2 separate regions of the Anas platyrhynchos genome follow, and region 1 is linked to region 2. Evidence: chromatin contacts called from public Hi-C data. All regions are on one chromosome and are shown on one strand. The core of a region is the stretch at or near the end of the contact, and the rest is flanking DNA. Distances in the headings are between cores, read along the strand shown.

What was found. Hi-C and Micro-C count contacts between places; a contact is called where the count stands out from the background.
Region 1: a contact with region 2 is called in a Hi-C map of subcutaneous adipose tissue, with 2.2 times the contacts expected there. The contact joins two enhancer-like sites. A contact is called at or near these places in 2 of 8 Hi-C or Micro-C datasets (skeletal muscle and subcutaneous adipose tissue).

Annotation. Positions count from the first base shown.
Region 1 is chr3:43,003,776-43,006,537 of IASCAAS_PekinDuck_T2T, reverse strand. All of the region lies in intron 2 of LOC110351925 (a long non-coding RNA gene), which reads left to right. Among named protein-coding and RNA genes, the nearest start is that of BICRAL, 87 kb to the left of the region's middle. Within about 2 kb of position 1,502, at least 1 of the 8 cell types and tissues checked has an H3K27ac peak or open chromatin away from gene starts, as enhancers often do. A contact at or near this core is called in subcutaneous adipose tissue, where this site is marked.
Region 2 is chr3:42,834,300-42,836,999 of IASCAAS_PekinDuck_T2T, reverse strand. The region is part of intron 9 of LOC110351925 (a long non-coding RNA gene); the gene reads left to right. Among named protein-coding and RNA genes, the nearest start is that of PKDCC, 21 kb to the right of the region's middle. Within about 2 kb of position 1,384, at least 1 of the 8 cell types and tissues checked has an H3K27ac peak or open chromatin away from gene starts, as enhancers often do. A contact at or near this core is called in subcutaneous adipose tissue, where this site is marked.

The DNA of each region.
Region 1 (2,762 bases), core at 253-2,752, 170 kb before region 2:
TTTCTTTTTTTTTTTTTTTTTTTTTTTTTCCCCCAGATAGGTTGTACTTTTTCAAAGCTCAGTATTTGCTTATGTTCCTAAGTGGTACAGCTGAAGGGTTACAGGTTGGTTATCAAAGTGCCTTTAAAAAGGGAATTGTCAGAAGTTAACGTGTATGAGCAATATGTCTTTACATAGCAATTTTCATGGGTTATCAGAGCAAAATATGACTTGCTTTGACCGTGGTACCATCATAAGTTCTTACCTTGAAGAATTCAACCTCCTACATTTACAACCTATTCAGAGTCCCTTTGGAGGTTTTAAACACAGCATGGTAGGAAGTTGGTTAACAGCAAATAAACCTGTGTGCTGACCTGCCCATGTGCTAATAATAAGTCATGAGTCTGCTTTTTAAGAAACTCTGTCACAAATGGTGGTTGAAAAAATAAATGAACGACTGAATTCCTACAGATAAGACCATCCAGATGGGACTGCTGGGGGATAGGTTAATGAGTTGGCCTCTCAGCCTTGACGGTGTTCCTTCAAAAAAGGGGCACATGTTGTTCAGACAAGCCCATGGCCTCCCTTTTCCAAAGGTGAAATTTACCATGGAGAGAAGGGCCAGTGAAAGGTCTCTGCCTCAGGCTTGCATGGGGCTTGACTGCCAGATAAGGTTTTGTGCTATCAAACCTAATTTTTAGGGAGTAAACTAGCCCTTTTGGTGAGTTTCTGAACAGCAACCAAGCCTTGGCATGAAACTTTTGTGTAAGCTCTTCTATATACTCCTGTTTCTTAAAGATGTGCAGAGGCCTGCATTTATGGGTTAGGTAGGGGATATGTGATTATCTTGCTTTTGCCTTTTAATGAATGTTCATAAAGGCTCTATGTGTGGGAAATTGGCCATTATTTTTTTGCAAGAATTGGATGGCTTTAATTTCTAGCTTTGTTTTTTTGTTATATCACTATAGTAATTAGTTCCACTTTTCCATAATACTAATCAGTTCAGCATTTTCTGAAAGGACTTTCTGTACTGCAGAAATTACTTCCATTTGCATGGAATGTTGGATTTGCTTAAAATAAGAAATGACGTTTTTGGCCAGTAGATGCATTAGATATTAGGTACCTATGTTTTTTGGGGGAGATGTGGCAAAAGAATAACACCAATAAAAACAACAATCTGTAGGTATTATCTGCATTGCAACAGCATTTCAGATTCTGGCAGTATGTGGTGGTATATGGTTTATGCTCTGAACAAAAACATAACGTGGATAACATGAACTGAACTCCTTGATTCTGGGAGTTGCTTCCTCTTTTGGCTGATGGACAATTTACAGGGTTAGTTCCATGATTTCTAGTGTCTCAAGAGTGCATTAGAGTTTCACAGCAGGAGATTTGTAAAAGGGAAAGGAATGGTGTACAGGGAATTAAAAGGTCTGTAAAACTAGAGGCACTCTCTCCTGTGAGGAGTGATCTTGTCTAAATCAATAAACGTCCATGGTCTGTGTTTTTCAGCTGTGATTATTAGGACTGCGTGTTCAGTCAGTGAATTCTGAACAGAGCCAATATTGGCTTAATAACACCAAAAGATGTATTTACAGTTATTTGTCCAAATTCTGAATAACTCTTCCTTTTGTTCTCTGTCCTTTGCTATTCCCAAACTATAATGCAAACACATTTTGGCTCAGAAGTCAGTGAAATATTTCTAGGGATGCTTAACTGCAGGCATACAACTACTCCAGTTAACATTTCTAAAACTTTCTACAGGCTTAAAGGTAGGCACATCTTTGGATGGTTTGCTGACTCCAAGACTCATTTTTTCTTAAGTACTGGGAGAAGAGAACATTATATTTAATGACTGTGGCATGTGCAATAAAAGATGTTCTTGGATAAAGAACATTATTATATGCCATTCATTTTGCATTTTTCTTTATTCACCATTACCTGGTCCCCTGCTGAACTGTTTGTCTTGGAACAAAAAACAATAAAGGAGTATCAAAGGTGCACCCTGATATAACAAGTAGTCAAAGGCAATGACTGAGCAAAAAAATCTTTAAAGTCCAAGATTTATTTTGCAGAAATACTATGTAAACATTTGGAAAAATGGAATATAGCTAAAAAACTAGGAAGCAGGAAAGAAAGGGCTATGCGTATGTTTTCACTGAAAAAGGGTATTTTTTACAGCAACGTAACTGGTGCCTGCTAAATCTTACTCTGCAAAGTCCTACACACATTGCAGGTTTCTACCACGCAGTACCTAGGTAGGGTTGTCTCTCTTCCATTCAGCAGTGACTGACATTATCTACTCTGATCTCTTAGGCTATAGAGCTTAGATTCTTCTAAGTGGGAAAACTAACATTTAATAATGTAAAGTTAAGAAACTATCACAGCAGAAAAAGAGTAATATTGGTCATGTAGTGAAAACCTATGTTCATTTATGATGGTTACTTAAAGCTGTTCTAATTCCAGGGTAGCAGCTAGGGAAATGAAATTTATAGGTATTAGACAAAGACACAGTTACAGCTGTGTACTTAAAAGTAAGAACATGAAACAGAAAACCAACTAGCTGGTTATGAGAAGGACATGTTGTTTATGAGCTGTTCAGTTACATTTTCTGCTGATCCATCTGCTTGTGGAAATCCTTTGCCATCCCTTGAAGACTAAAATATCATTCTGAAGATAGAAGTAGGATTCGAGTAGTACCATTCTCCCTAGATATCTTCTGATGAGGTGTCAGCTTCCTTTTGGCTGAGTCTGGAGGATAGATAAGGGACTGTGGTTACAGG
Region 2 (2,700 bases), core at 135-2,634:
AGAAAGCATGCAGTCCAAGCTGATGTTTGTCTCCATCTACAGGGGATGCAAAGGACATGTTGGTAAGCACTTAACTGGTCTATTTCAGCTGCAAATACAGATTTGCAGTGTGTTTTACTCAGGATGTAGCTGGCTCCAGATCCCTAGCTAAATGGAGAGATGCCTATGCTTGAGTTTTTCTCTTCTAAGTGATTCTGGGAAATCAGAAATCTCTTACTGTTTCTGGAAAATGCAGTCTTGATACTTAAATCTTTAGTTCTATATATCTTTCACTCACCTCATCAGTTCTTTTTGTGTTTGACTCTTAATTCCAAATGAATTTTGACTTTCAGTTCTGGGCCTCAGCTGCCTGTGCTTTCCCAACTGTGGCCCTAGGAAGGAGTGCAGAGGAAAAGGACATGGGTTTGAGCAATACCCACCCAAAAGAGGATTATTGCCCCTACTGCTGGTCAGCTCAACTAGCTAAAGCCTAGTCACCTATGCCTTCTTAAGAGCTGGTGAAGAGAATAGGTATCTCCTGTGGGTGTAGTTGTGTGTGTGTTTTTTTTTTTTTGTGTGTGTTTTTTTTTTCCTTCAACACAGAAATGGACTACTTCTTGTGCCCAACCCTGCCACCAGGAGAGGGCCACTTGGAAACTCTATGGTAATGTTCTCATGCCTGCCAAATCTAATTTCTCTTTGCCTCCTCTATCTTGTTTGTCACTTCCAGATGTGCATTTCTATACCTGTGGCATGCAGGATCAGATGAGTCATAACGTTAATGACAGATTTTTATTAACAGAGCAACTGGTTTAGCATAGCTGATACTATTTTTATCAAGAACTGGAGGTCTACTGGGGCTCCCCGTGCTCGCCATCAAGCTGAGAGGTGGTTTAATGAACTGCCTCCTCTACGGGTTGGCTCACACTTAATTCTGAAAAATAAATTACTGCCATGCTAGTTAGTCTGTTTTCCCTGCAATAATATCATCGGGGTGAATTTAATACGGTATCAAAGTTTTGGCTGGGTTTTATGTTTCACTTGAACCTTACTTGAATACCCCGTAGTTACAACACTGGGTCATGAGGCACCTCATTTGCCAGGTCTGCCCAAATGTAGTAGTTATTTTTTTCTTTGCCTGCCTTTGAAATCTGCCAGTTAAATAATAAAAGAAAATTATTCATGAAATAGGCAATGTTGGACACGCTCCTGACAGTTACACAAGAAGGAACTGAAGCTCTCAGGGAAACAGAAGCTCTTAAATTTTGGCAGCATTCAGTAAACTGTCTCACATTAATAAATAACTGACATAATTTTAAACTTTTTACTCCTTTACAGATGCCTCTCACTTGGCAGCTGGCCTCTTCCCAGCCAAGTCAGGAGTAAAAACTCCCAATGATTACAGCTGGCCTAAGGGTCAGAAGGCTGAGGCAGGATGCTGCAGTGCTCTGGGGGGGAGCAGAGAGCAGCAGCCACTCAGAGAAGCCCCCGCGAGTGAGAAGGTTCAGCCTGATCTTCTTTAAAAGCTTTTGCTCAGCTTTTTAATCTCAGGCCTGGATGCACTCTGTGGGGATCTGCTTCCAGCTCTGCTTTGCTGGCTCTCTTCGCTCATATTTCATTCTAAGAAAAACAAGCTGTGTGGTAGTGGCAGCTGTGTGGGTCAGATTTGGGGAGGTGAGGTGTGCATCCAGGCAAATCAATACTTGCCAGAGGGGATAAGGCGGCCATACCTTCCTTTTCCTTTCCCCTAAATCAGCCCCCCTCAACCCATGTGTACACAGTCTCACACGTTGTGAGATGATGTTGTTGTGCAGCTGTTAGTGCTGCATCCACTTCTCAGTGCCTGCGGACTTCAGGGGGAAGGAAAAATGTTCCTTGCACTTTATAGACCTGTAGCTGGTGTGCAAGGGTAGAGACACACCTATACCAGGCAGAATAAAAATCCCACTCCAGTATTTAAACCTCAAGTTGTAGTCTCAGTGTTGTCTTTTCCCAGTCTTCCCCTCCCCCGCCTAAAAAAAAAAAAAAAAAAGGCTAAATTTAGGTAAAGATCGAAAGAGGTTCCAGGGTGGTTCCTGGTTTTGCCTGAAAATTCACAGTGTCCCAGTTAGGTGGCACCTCCTGATATCACCCTCAAGGAATTTCTTCTGTGTTGTGCAGGATTGAGCCTGCAGCTCATATACTGGCCTTTTGGTTCAATGTGAATTTGGAGAAATCTGGGATTTGAACCATAGTAACTGAAGCAGAAATTTGCCCTTAGCAAATGTGCTACTGTTTCATAGGGCTCTTTACTCGCTTGTTTAATGTAACAAATGCACCAGTTTTCTAACAACAATTTTAAAAGCCATTCATCAATAAATCCATTGGGCTGCTTGGCTTGTGTTACATGCCACTGATTAACTACCATTAAATTAGCAGTTAGTGTAATCAGATATAAACATTCCTTTGTGGCTAAGCTGTTAAACTTTTTTCCTTTTTACAATTGCATGTAACACATGTCGGCACGAGACAGACTCAGTAATTTCACATTACTGCAGCTAAATTATGTTTGTGGGCTCCAGAAACGCTTCTGGTGCTACCAGGCTCGTAAACACCTACCTGGCAGGGAAAAGCTACAACTTCTGCCCCAGAGCACTGGGAGTTTAACAGAATTCAGCATAGTACAGTGACTGAATTTATTGCATAAATCTATGCATTGGCTACGAACAAGCAATTGATACG